Linked DNA regions of Mus musculus: all the other regions are linked to region 1. Evidence: chromatin contacts called from public HiChIP or PLAC-seq and promoter capture Hi-C data. All regions are on one chromosome and are shown on one strand. The core of a region is the stretch at or near the end of the contact, and the rest is flanking DNA. Distances in the headings are between cores, read along the strand shown.

What was found. HiChIP or PLAC-seq counts read pairs in DNA pulled down with a chosen protein or histone mark. Capture Hi-C pulls out chosen DNA fragments and counts their contacts.
Region 2: a contact with region 1 is called in a promoter capture Hi-C map of adipose tissue. The contact joins two enhancer-like sites. A contact is called at or near these places in 2 of 15 datasets of contacts at CTCF or cohesin (large pre-B cells and pro-B cells), 1 of 484 Hi-C or Micro-C datasets (nephron progenitors), 2 of 115 datasets of contacts at active chromatin or transcription factors (the 230-238 cell line and microglia) and 4 of 9 other capture datasets (adipose tissue, embryonic stem cells, liver and 1 more).
Region 3: an H3K27ac HiChIP or PLAC-seq map of microglia shows a contact between it and region 1, with 6 times the contacts expected there. The contact joins two enhancer-like sites. A contact is called at or near these places in 2 of 15 datasets of contacts at CTCF or cohesin (large pre-B cells and pro-B cells), 3 of 484 Hi-C or Micro-C datasets (3T3-L1-derived adipocytes, bone marrow-derived macrophages and neutrophils) and 6 of 115 datasets of contacts at active chromatin or transcription factors (the 230-238 cell line, CD8 T cells, the HPC-7 cell line and 2 more).

What each region holds. Positions count from the first base shown.
Region 1 is chr7:114,290,354-114,294,750 of GRCm38.p6, reverse strand. No RefSeq gene overlaps it. Among named protein-coding and RNA genes, the nearest start is that of Psma1, 16 kb to the right of the region's middle. Within about 2 kb of position 2,115, at least 202 of the 459 cell types and tissues checked have an H3K27ac peak or open chromatin away from gene starts, as enhancers often do. A contact at or near this core is called in the 230-238 cell line, CD8 T cells, the HPC-7 cell line and 5 more, where this site is marked.
Region 2 is chr7:114,523,992-114,528,388 of GRCm38.p6, reverse strand. It overlaps Pde3b (phosphodiesterase 3B, cGMP-inhibited), which reads right to left. Exons shown (of 16, transcript NM_011055.2): 12 at 1,409-1,608. Among named protein-coding and RNA genes, the nearest start is that of Cyp2r1, 37 kb to the left of the region's middle. Within about 2 kb of position 1,933, at least 14 of the 459 cell types and tissues checked have an H3K27ac peak or open chromatin away from gene starts, as enhancers often do. A contact at or near this core is called in adipose tissue and pro-B cells, where this site is marked.
Region 3 is chr7:114,451,195-114,455,591 of GRCm38.p6, reverse strand. All of the region lies in intron 1 of Pde3b (phosphodiesterase 3B, cGMP-inhibited), which reads right to left. Among named protein-coding and RNA genes, the nearest start is that of Pde3b, 38 kb to the right of the region's middle. Within about 2 kb of position 2,166, at least 99 of the 459 cell types and tissues checked have an H3K27ac peak or open chromatin away from gene starts, as enhancers often do. A contact at or near this core is called in the 230-238 cell line, CD8 T cells, the HPC-7 cell line and 4 more, where this site is marked.

The sequences.
Region 1 (4,397 bases), core at 866-3,365:
CAGAACCAAAGCTTCAGGACCTCCATGACACAGGGCAATGACAGACTATCCAAGGAGTTCTCATGAGGATCTAGTAGTGATAGTGTAGCAGAAGCCTCAAACCAGACCAATGGCTCACTGCACTGAACATTTGCAAGTGAAGATGTGTGGACAAAGGAGTATGGTGTGGAACACACCATAACACACTACAGCTTCCACAATGAGACATTTTTGTTTTGTTTTGTTTTTACTTTTTATTTTTATTTTTTATTTCCTTTGGGGGACAATGTAGCAAGGGTAGGTAGGAAAGGACCAGGAGATGAGTGGGATTGGGGTGCATGGTAAGAAATTCACAAAGAATCAATAAAAAGTTAAAAGAAAAATAAATAAAATTTTAGAATATTCTTCCTAGGGACCACATGTGATCTTTGACACAGAGAAGGAGAACTCCTGCTCTAGAGGCGGACACTGTCAGTTTCTCCGAACCTCACTTTCCTCTCCTGTAAAATGGGTGAGAAAGGTTGAGTCCAAAGACGCTCCCATTTTTGTGCTGGTATTTACTGTGCAGATGTTGAGTGGAGAGCCCTGCAGCTTCCTTACTTATGTCAAGTCAGTAAAACCGGCTGCTTCTGGTTTGTTTGTTTTTTTGTTTTCCCCAGAGGAAGCCATCCTCTGGGACTTGAGGGAAGACTCAGCCAGAGCTCTGAGGAGTACAGCGGGGGTAAAGGTGACACAATACGGGAAGGAAACCAGCTCTTGAAAAGTAGTCAATTACCTTCAACAAGCTACCAACAAACTGGCAAGTTTGTCTTGTTTTGTTTTCAGGTAAGGCTGATTGCCAGCTTTTGGAAGATAAAGTGGGCTAGATGGCTGGGTTCTGGACAACCCCAAATGAGAGAGGAGAGGAGACGGTTAAGGTAATGTTAGCAACAAAAGAAAGCTTGCAACTGAGTGATTATCACCCAAGTCATCAAAAGGAACAAAAATGAGAAAAACACAACAAGGGATCTACCCTTGTCCTTTAAAGGCACTTCTACAACTGTATACTCCCTGTCCTTTGCCTTTTGAAAGGAAATGTCACAGGGCATAGTGGCACACTTACGTAGGCCCAGCACTTGGGAGGCCAAGAAAAGAGAATTATGAGTTCAAGGTCAGGCTGGTCTACAAACAGAGCAAGTCCCTCTCTCTGGGGTTGGTAGGTGGGGGTAATATTATAGAAGATTTAAAAATGAGGACAGGCTGAGTCTCTTTTAAAATGAGAGATAATTTATAATTTCAAAAACTTTAGCTGCAAGTCCTAAAGCAATTTAATGCATTTAATTATTTCTGGAATCTATTTTCACATGGTAAAAATATTGATAAAGGTAAGCTATGCCCCACACACACACACACACACCCTCCATTATATATGAAGTGAAGTGGCACAAGCCTGGAATCCCAGGATGATCAGAATTCAAGGATAGCCTGGGCAATTTGGCAAAGTCCTGCCTAAAAAATAAGTTAAAACGCTTTTGTGGGCCATGGGAGTGTGGCTGAGTGGTGGGTTCAGTTCTTAGAAATACACGCACAACAAACGACAGCACTTATGAGATATTTACACAATGAAGATAGCATATTCTCCTGACGAACGGAAACCAGCCACCCTGATGCCAAAAATCATGCTAAATTCTCTGCGTACTCCCCATAGAACATGTTGGCATCCTTTTAAATGAACAGCCCTCTTCTCAAGGAAAGGAGAAAATCCTAAGGGGCTCCACGGTCAGGACTCCAACTCTTTTCACCTTAGCAGGACTCGGAGTTCCCGCTTTCCAAGAGGCACCACGATGTGGGAAAGGCGAGTGTGGACAGTTAGGAAGCGGTATCAGAGCTCACAAACCCCTGCTAAATAGTCACAGGCCGGCTGGGCAGGGACTGTGTCAGTGAGAGCCACAAGGAAACTGAAGTGCTCCTGAGGCAGCTAGGCTGGCTGGTGGCCAGTCTCCTTCCTGGGTCAGAGAGGCTCGCACAGTTCTGTGAACACTGACCCTCCCCCACCCCGCACGAAAACCAAAAAAAAAAAAAAAAGCTCCCTGGACACAGGGTCTGTTTTCACCTTTGTAAGTGAAAAGATTGAACTAGATTTCCATAGCGGGTCAAGGGACAGAGGACAGTGAAGACCAGAGGAGTACGTGCTGTGTGCTGCGTCAGAAACTTGCAGGCTTGTTTGGAAAGACTGAAACTAAATAAAGACTTATTAGCATAAGACGAGCATTGTGAAATTTGGTCAAAGGATTTTATGCAATGATGCTCTTAAAAAAAAAAAAAGCCTTCATGGCGATGGAGAAAGTAGAGAAAATAGAGCATTTTATTTAAGGGAGGAAACTTGTTATGTATCAACTTGTATGTTTTATGCCAACTTAGACACTAGACCCTGGGAATGGTCTCCTGAGTTTGGCTTTCTCCCACGAAAGGAAAGTAAATTTCTTTTCACAAAGCTAAAGTGTACTTTTAAAAAAAATTCTTTAAAAAGAATAACCAACACTAGACAACTTAATCTTTTTTTCTCCTTTTTACCAGTCTTCCTCTTTAGCTGGGCTTATCTTCAGACGTGCTAAGAGGAAAGGCTGACGTCTAGCCACACTTGGTTCCCTTTTTGCTTTTGTAACATTTTTTTCTCACATTTCCTCTATGGTGCTAGTATTTTATTGTCCCATTGCAAGCCAAATAGCATCAATTTTTAGTGAGAAAGCAATTATGGAACTGAAAAACAGACATTGACACGCAGAACTGGTGTGCTTTCTGCTCTTGGCATGTGGGTGGTCTGGGCTTATTTTCTAGAAGGGTGCACTGAACCTCTGAACCATGACATCGAGGCAGTGATAGTGCACCTCTCCTGGGGACAGACTCTTTCCCAAGCGCCTGTAGTGCACTGTGTCTTTCAGAGGAAAGAGCCCTGAGGACTGGTTCCAACTGGGAGGAGTGTTACCCAGGCTAGCCAGAGACAACATGGCTGGATGCACAGGCCCCGTGTTCATGATCTTTGTCCACCACAAGGAGACAGGGTCACGGTGCAGAAGGCAACTCGGTGCATTTATACAGAGGAGCATGTAGGGAGGCTGAAGACAAGAGCTGAGGGGCGGAGAGGGTCAAAGGAAGAGACCAAGTTGTGAAGCCACAAAAAGAAGCCTGTGTCAGAGTGGCCTTTTATGTTGACTGCTGAGAGGTTCCGCTTAGAGCAGCCGCCCATCACTCCAGGCCGAATGCGGCAAATCAGCAAAGGGAGAGCTATTTTTATTTTTTTTAGATACTTCCTTTTCACCTCAACGATCTTTTTAAATTCTTCCTTCCCTAAGTAGTGTCTTTAAGCTCCGTTCTTTACAGCTCTAATTTATGTTTCTTTTTTATTTCTCTTTCCTTTCTTCTGAGAACTCTCCTCTTCGAGATCTATAAAACCAAACACTTTGCAATGCTCCCCTTTGCTCATGGACTCTGATCTAGAAACCAGAAAGTTGTTTCTTGTCTTTCTTTTATTGTTTATTTACTGTTTGAGAGAGGGTCTCATGTATCCCAAGGCGTGAAATGGTTGTGTAGCTGAGAATGATTTTAAACTCTGGATCCTCTTGCTTCTGCCTCTCAAGTGCAGGGATGACAGTGTGTACCATCACGCCACTTTTTGTGATACTGGAGATCAAACCCAAGGCTTTGTGTATTCTAAGTAGACAATATCAACTGAGCCACATCTCCAGTCCCAAACTGGGACTTTGTATTGGGCTGGGACTATCTCAGGTATCTAATTAACTGCGCAAAGTATAATCTCTTGGTAACATCATCATCACATCATTTAAATAAGTGAAAACAGACGCATAAGGAAGAATGTGACATGGGTCACAGCTTTTATCTGAGAATGCATTTTCCAGCCAATGGAGAAGCAACCTTGCAGATGAGTTTCTAACCTTGCTAGGCGACGGAGAAGAGCAAAGCCACAGGGAGTCTTTACCTTCAAGCTTAGCTTGCTGCTGGGTATTACATTACCTCCCGGTGAAATGCATATGAAAACAATGGCTGCCACCAGCAAGATTTCTGAGAGTACTTTAAAAACACGGAGCAGGTTTGTTTTCCTGGCTCAGCTGCTTCAGAGAAATCCCCACTTAAATCCAAGTATGGTCATTTTATATCTGCCTCTGCGCATTCTTGTTTGCTGCATGAAATCTTGCCAATGACTTTTTTTTTTATGTTTTTTTGAAATTAACCACACCCCAAACAGCAGAACAGCCCTGTGTATACACATGCTCTGGAAAGGCCCAAGTCAGGTCCTGGGTGTGTAGGCACAGGACAAACCGCATGGCCTGCTTTGGCAGCCCTGTCCTCACCTGCAAGCTGCCCACACACACTCCCTTCCAAAATGCTGCTCCTCTCATGCCAATAGTTGGCTGAGCTAC
Region 2 (4,397 bases), core at 684-3,183, 230 kb before region 1:
AAGCTTCTATCTTCATTCACACACCTCAGGAACAAGTGGGCAACCAGAAATTAAATACAAACCTCCTGGCATCAGATCTAGTGCTTTTTTCAAAGAATTGTGATTTGCCAGTAAGTCAATCAAAGTGATGTGGAGGTTAGAATATCCTCTAAATTTGTAGAATGATACTACAAATATGTAACCTTGGGCAGGTAGTGTCTCTCTCTCTCTCTCTCTCTCTCTCTCTCTCTCTCTCTCTCTCTCTCTCTCTCTCTCTCTCTCTCCCTCTCTCTCTCTCTCTCTTCCCCCCCCCCGTGTGTGTGTGTGTACGTGTGTCTTTGTCTCTCTAACACACACTTTATCTTCTGTATTTTTAACAGTTGACATGATTGAACAAGACAGATAAAAAGAGGAACAGAAAATGGCTACAAATGATAAATGGAACTAAATTTAAGACAGAATACTAAAAGTGAAGACAGATGAATTCATCACAAATAATAACATTGGTTACTCTTTATGATGTTGATTACTGGTTATATGTTGGTTAGAAACATATATACAACATTGCAGCAATCTACAACACAAATACCTCAAACCACATTAAATTCTTCTAAAAACCATGTTTAGTTCCAAGTTCTCATGTTTAAAGTTATGGCAGTTACAGTATTCATGTTGGGAATTCATACTACTTTATTTAGACTGTGATCTGACCCTAAAAGAGTTTGGTACTTGATCAGCTATATTCCCTCCATATAAAATACTATACCAAAATAAATTGTTGTCTATCTTCTTACTACATTTGTATTTACTTATTTGTTTATGTGAGATGAGGATACATCTGCATGCCATGGCACATGTGTGGAGGTCTGAGGACAGCTTGACGTAACTGGTTTTCTCTTTCTATCAAGCCAGCCCCAGAGATTAAACTCAGGTTGTCATGCTTGGAGGGAGGTACTTTCACCTGGTAAGGCATCTCATCACCCCCAAGAAAGAAATTGTTAGTGCACTAATATGTTCATAGCTAAGGAACAGAAGGTAAAGATATTAAGATAAATCATAGGAGAAAAATGGAAAGAACAAACCATTAAGGCTCTCCTTAGTTATTACAACTTTTAGCCACACTATGGACCCAATCAGAAAGAACAATGATCTAACCAGAGCTTTATCAATTTGTTAGAAGACAAAAATATTTCAATCAAGATATAGAATTCATGAAACATGGAGTTATAAACTATTCTTTTTTATAGCTGAAGAAACTAATTTTTCAAAATCCTCTTAGCATTCATCATCATGTGCTTTCACCAATTAATTATAATGAAGAGTTTACTGAAAACATGACTCACAAGAAAGACAGATTATAGAGTGATATGCAATCGGTTATAAAAATTTTTTGGAACTATTCTTAAGCTTCTGAAAAATTCTTTCCTACCTGAGGTGCATTTGTAGCCACTAGAAACGCATTTGTTCTTCCTGGGTGATCGTAATCGTGCATGGCAGCTGCCACATACAAAGCCATCAATTCTAATGCAGGGATGTTTGAAGATAGGCAGCCATAACTCATATCTGGAATACAGCAACTCTTCGAAGAAATGTAAGCAATCTGTCCAGAACCAAGTCTACCATCTGAATCTGTGTGGCAATAAATAGTAAACAAACATTAGCATTTAACTTCCTGTCAATTATGCTAAGGATAGAATTTCTCATAAGTAGTATCAGTATTAATTTATTGAAATTAAATAGACTCAAAGGATTTAAATACTTTCCCATTGTTTATCTTGCAGGACATTAGAGAATTCTGACACCAGATTGATGCTTTCTTGCTAGGACTAATAAATACCTGAAAACCCTAAGTTTATAATTTTCTAAACATTTGTTCTTAAGGGCTAAACATAGTAGTCATACAAAATTCTAGCACCAAGAAGAGGAAGTAGACAAAGCCCTGCCCGTAACCAGGAAGCTACTGTAACTGAAACTTCCTGGGAAAGGGAAAGTCAGCTTTCTCCAGTGGAGTATAAAATTAGGTATACCATAAGTCACACTCCAGGACAGGCCCTATACCCAAGGGTAGTTAACTAAAACACAGACTCTGTATTTTGGGGGATGTGTTTGTGTGTGGTATCTTGTTACCTTTTCTCTAATTTTCTTTTTTCAAAGTTTGATGTGATTTTATTTTTGTTGTTATTTTTTCTTGTTTTTTGAGAGCCAGACAGACAGAAGGAACAAGTAGTTGGGTAGGTATTAAGGTGAGGAGGGTCTGGGAGAAAGTAGGGGAGGGGAAAGAATATGATCAAAATATACTGAATGAAAAAATTTAAGTATGTATAGTAGATATAGAAAAGGATCTAAATGAATAAAACTAGGGGATTAAAATCTGATTTAAAAACAATATGAACATGAGGGAATTTGAGGTATCACCAAACAAAGCTCTTTCATAGAGATGCTACTTTTCAAAACTCATCCGAAGAAATGTTTCATTTCTTGCATTGACTACAATTTCTCTTTCTCTTCTTCTTCCTCCTATGAGGCTCTTTACAATGGAACAGAACAAAAAGCACGAACACACAAAGGCCTGAAACAGAACTACTTCATACTACTTCTCTGTTTCCTCCTGATAGAAACAGTGTGTTTTCCCCTGTCTGTGACTCTGGTCCCTAACACCTCATTACCTGCTTCTGTGTCTTTATATTAGCTAAGACTAAATGGTCAAGCTATCATTGCTGCTAAAGGGATTGGAAGAAATTCCAGAATGTAAAAGGTATTATAGTAAGCAGCACATAAAATACAAGATAAGAGATAAAAGATGTCCTCAGTTGTGTTCATCAGTTAGAAATAGGCCTTGTCAAAGGCCAAATGATTTCTTAATCATAATTTGAGTCAATATATCACAAGAATTTTAACATGACTTTAATGCATGAATGATAATTTAATTTTAAAATGTTCATTATTTCCATACTGTTTATGTTTTCAATATATATTGAGTTTTCAAAAACTGTACGCTTAACACTCCTTACAACAGTAATTATGTAATTATGTAGGCAAACTGCTACTAGCAAGACTTTAATTATTAATATCAGGTCAATACCTTGAACATTTTCCTGTGTTATAGCTACCATGGATTCCCCCTTAAATTATAAACTAAATTTTAAAAATAAAAATAGCAAAATATATCCCTATTAAACTAAAAAACGTAGTTGAGACTGGGATGCAGACCTATACATGTCAGCATTTTAAGTTCAAGGACCATCTGGAGTACATGAGATATTGTGTTAAAATAAACAAAAGCAACAACAAAAATGTAGAAAGTGAAACAAAACAAAAACTCAGTAACTACTTAAAGCTTAGACAGAAGGCTCTTGATAACAGCAGTACATATAAATTTGACAGAAACCTAACATTAAAAAGGCAATGATTTACAAATTTTTCTGCAGATTCAACACTGTATATAATCAAAATCCAAGCTCGCTTTTTGAGCATAAAAATGTAAACTGAATATATAATTAATGTATAAATACAAGAGACTGAATGGCCAAAATCACCTCAAAGGAAAAAAAATAGAACATTGCAACACTGAGAACTCATACTTCCTAATTTCAAAGCATATTACACAGCTCAAGTGATAAAGACATGGTTCTATTATAGAGAGAAACACAAATAAATGAAATAAAACTGAAAGTACAATTTGATGCTTCTGACTTTCATCCAGGATGCCAAGAGAGCACTGCGAGACGGCTATGCACTATGTATGACACTGGGGACTTTCTCACATGTTAACTTATGTGCACAGCATTTTTATAAGGTAAACCACTGATGTCATAGCATTTAGGAGTCCACTATATTTAAAATGTATGAAGAACTCTTTAATAGATGCTACTAAGAACTCAGGATTGTAGCTCAGTAGAATGTTTGAGTAGCATCCACAAGGTCCTCAGTTCTTTTCCTGACATTACAAAAAAGAAAGGAGAGAGAGAGAGAGTGAGAGAGAGAGAGAGAGAGAGAATGAATATGCATTCATGAGTGCAGTATCTGCCAAGGCCAAAAGAAGCCAAAAGTCTCTTGTAGCTGGATTGTGAGCCACCCAACAGGAGTGCTAAAAATGAATCTGAGTTCTCTGAAAGAACCACAAGAGCTCTTAACTGCTGAGCTCTCTCACCAGCACAAATTCATTACTCTCAGTCAGTAGGAGCTACTCAATATTATCTCCCCAATGTTACAAGTAAAATGAAAATAGACTACTATGCAACTCGGTATTCCATATAATCTATACTCTGGTAGGTCTATTTTACTAGCGTATTTTATGACCATAAGTCCAAGTAAGAGATATAGGAACTTTATAATACATAAAGCTAATTTAAACAGTGGTATCTATGATGAGGGATAGTATAAATTTTTTGAAACATAATTTATAATGTTCACAAATG
Region 3 (4,397 bases), core at 917-3,416, 160 kb before region 1:
AAACAGCACCAGCACCCCTGTCATTTGAACAATGGCCAGTTACTTGTTTTGGGTTTTTTGGGGGTTGGGTTGGGTTGGGTTGGGTTAGGTTCGGTTAGGTTGGTTCGTTTGGTTTGGTTTGGTTTTTTTGGCACTGTTAATCACTGAGCCTGGATTTTCCTCTGAATTCCACAGAGCATGCACTACATAACAATCGGTCATAAAAATACCTGTCTCCTACACACAACACAAGACAAGTTACCACCAGAAACAAATCACATCAGGGGCTGAACAATCTCAGGAGTGGGTAACACATTTTGCAGAGTTCTGCCAAACAAAGAAATTGAATAGGCTGTGGGTAAGCAAATGAGGGAGAATTAAGGAATGAAGTATTTTAAATATTAATATCTCAGTCACAGTACTGTAAATTCTTTAAAAAAAAAAACACACTTCAACAGTTAGTAACACACTAGGGAATTTTATCTCCAAAGAGATTAGTGTACTGGCAAATTACTCAGGTGACAAGGGGAGCTGTGAACAGCAGGCAGTGAACACCCTAGCCTCACAGAGCCCAAGGTGACACTGGCCTTTAACAGATCACTCCTTTGCCAGGGGTCCAGCAAGAACTTGCAGCACAATCTCCCTGGGTCATCTGCATTGCCTCGGACATTCATTATACTGTCATCAAAAAAAAACAGACCTTTCAAAAGTGTCACAGTAGAAATACTTTCATTAAGTTATGAGTAAATAATTTTCAGAAAAAGTATAAAATATGTTTATCCTATCATTATTATAAAATAACTTCATAACACAATCAACCACAGATACTTTGGTCAATTATCTGAAATGAAGGAGTTTAAGTTTATAACTTAAAATTGTTTGTTTGTTTTTTGTTTGTTTGTTTGTTTGTTTGTTGTTTTTCGAGACAGGGTTTCTCTGTGTAGCCCTGGCTGTCCTGGAACTCACTTTGTAGACCAGGCTGGCCTCGAACTCAGAAATCTGCCTGCCTCTGCCTCCCGAGTGCTGGGATTAAAGGCGTGCGCCACCACGCCTGGCTATAACTTAAAATTTTAATTCTGATAGTAAAATAACAAAGACTTAAACCCATGAACTCTATTTGCAACTTAAGCATTTTACTAACAAGAACTTTAATTACATATTCTAATGCTTACTAATATACAAATTACAATTTTCTGTAGTAGGTAGAGCACCCATAGATACAGCATTAACACTCATTAATGAAGCCTGTGAGCATGTTCTTTAGCATTGTCAAAATGAAATGTCATAAAACCAAGAGTGTTGTTTAAGAATGGTAATCTGATGGCCTACTCTGTCATCCTAGAAATGGTAAACCATATAAAAGAACAGCAAAACAAGAAACAAATGCACTCATTGTTAAGAGTACAAATACATTAAAAACTCAAATTCACAGCTATCAAAGTAAACAACAACATAAAGAAGGAATGAAACAGCTTAGCAAAATGTCTGCCTATTAGTAAATTTATTTTCATTACTATTTAATTAAATATCCCATCTAGTTTTAGAATTTGATTCTCAAAGATAATAAAGTTACAAATGATTGAATACTAAATATACACTTTTATAATAGACATAAAAGCAAAGAATTATCTGCTAAAATGATTTATCAAAGATATATACTGAAGAAGATGAGACATTGCTTTGTAAATGCAGAGCCCAATAAACAAGGTGGCTGAGAAGAAAAGCTCTACAACAATACAGACCGTTTCTCGGCCCATAGTTTCTCTGTTGAGGTTAATAACCACTCCTTTCATGTGGCTTTCATGTGGCTTTCAATATTAAAATTTTAAAAGCAGGGACCAACAAGAAGGGTCAGTTGGTAAAAATGTCAGAAGCCACCTGGAAGCTCATGGGCCATCTAGTGTGGATACACAGCAAGACAGAAACAATATCACAGAGCTTGCTTTAGAAGCAAAGTCTAAGGAGAAAACTGTGGAGGCTGTCTTCTGACTTCCACATGTACACTGTGGCACCGTATGCTTACAGGGAGCTGTGTACGGATGGGTAGGTACAGGTGTGTCACATGTACAAATCAGAAGAAAAAAATTTAAACATGTCTTCTCAAATAGCCCCATCTGCACAGTAAACGTCATTATATATTGTCTAATTACAGTTATCACTAGCACTGTCACTCAAATTTTCCCTGACAGCTATTACAACATAGAAAAGCAGAAGCTTCAGTCCTTATCATTCAAAGAAACAGGAACCACTTGCTAAGGACTCTAACAAAATGAAAGAGAGAACTATAGTACACAGAAAATGTGAAAAATAAACTAGCCTTCCTCTTCCTGCAAAAAGGTATTAGGAATCAATCTTCCAGGTAACAGATAATTGACAGACTTCACTTTAAGAGAGAAGATAGCAAGGATAGATGCATCCTAAGTTCAGAAGTACTCTAGAGAATACAAAAACAAAAAACAAAACAAAACAAAAAAGCCTCTTCACTCTAGAGAATGTACTTCCTCCTCATAAGTAACTGTTCAGTTCTCTGTCCTTCCCCAGAGCAGCTAAAGGTTTCTCAAAAGGGTCTTCTCTTCCCCCTCTTCTCTTCCCCTCGTCCCAGGGACTGTTCTCTTCCCCCTCTTCTCTTCCCCCTCGTCCCAGGGACTGTTCTGCCTGCTCTGATCTGATGTTGACGGCAACAATTTGGCTGAAACAACTTTTAAAGGACAAAAACAATCCTCACTTTGCAAAATCCTATAACAATTTACAAATCACCTCTGCATCAGCTTTTCAAAATTATCCAACCTAGTTTGTATCCTCAAAACCTCCCCCACTCACCCCACCCCCATCGAGGTTTAAGTGATCTCCTCTCCTGGGTGTCTCTCCTACTTCTCAAGTCCTCTTCCTCTGGTTTACAATGGAATTGTGGCCCAATACTTAAATCTGAGTCCCCGTTTGTGTTCTGGATATACTCTTCCTTGGCAACTTCATCTATCCACATGTTTGTTTGTTCATTTCATTTTTTTATTAGATATTTTCTTTATTTACATTTCAACTGTTATCCCCTGTCCTAGTATCCCCTCCAAAAATCCCCATCCTCTCCTCCCTCCCCCTATTCCCCAACCCACCCACTCCTGCTTCCTGGCCCAGGCATTCCCCTATACTGGGGCAGAGAGCCTTCACAGGACCAAGGGTCTCTCCTCCCATTGATGACCAACTAGGCCATCCTCTGCTACATATACAGCTAGAGCCACGAGTCCCTCCGTGTGTTTTCTTTGATTGGTGGTTTAGTCCCAGAGCGTTCTGGGGTTACTGGTTAGTTCATATTGTTGTGCTTCCTAGGGGGCTGCAAACCCCTTCAGCTCCTTGGGTACTTTCTCTAGCTCCTTCATTGGGGACCCTGTGCTCTGTCTAATGGATGACTGTGAGCACCTACTTCTGTATTAGTCAGGCACTGGCAGAGCCTCTCAGGAGACAGCTATATCAGGTTCCTGTGAGCAATCTCTTGTTGGCATATGCAATAGTGTCTGGGTTTGGTGGTTGTTTATGGGATGGATCCCCAGGTGGGGCAGTTTCTGGATGGTAATTCCTTCAGTCTCTGCTCCGAACTTTGTCTCTGTAACAACTTCCATGGGTATTTTGTTCCCCTTTTAAGAAGGATTGAAGTATCCACACTTTGGTCTTCCTTCTTCTTGAGTTTCATGTGTTTTGCAAATTGTATCTTGGGTATTCTAAGCTTCTGGGCTAATATCCACTTATCAGTGAGTGCCTATCATGTGTGTTATTTTGTGATTGGGTTACCTCACTTAGAATGATATCCTCCAGATCCATCCATTTGTCTAAGAATTTCATGAATTCTTTGTTTTTAATAGCTGAGTAGTACTCCATTGTGTAAATGTACCACATTTGCTAAATCCATTCCTCTGTTGAGGGACATCTGGGTTCTTTCCAGCTTCTGGGCATATGTATATGCAATAGGAAAGGAAATACCAATAAATTATCTCAGAAACAGCATGACCAGCAGTAGTCCACAACTATAAAACAAAAACCTTTTGTTAGCTACAACTGCATCTCTCAGCATGAGCATCATGAAAGATTACCTGAAAAGACCAGAGAATACAAGTGTACTTTATGAATCTGGTGGATTATTATACAATCTCTCCTGAGAACACCTTGGTTCCCACTAAGCTAGCCTTGAGTGAAATCATTTCTTTGACCTTTTTTATCACTGCCCAATCAGGTATTAAAATATATATATAGTCACAAGATCCCAGGAAATGTAACACAAAAAGTATGTTCTCTTACATACGCTACAGGTTTCAGCTTCAGAGAAGAATCAATATTATTAACACATATCAAATTTACATTCTATGGTGGTTTGAATAAGAATGGTTCCCATATTTGAATACTTAATTATCAGGGAGTGGCAATAGTTG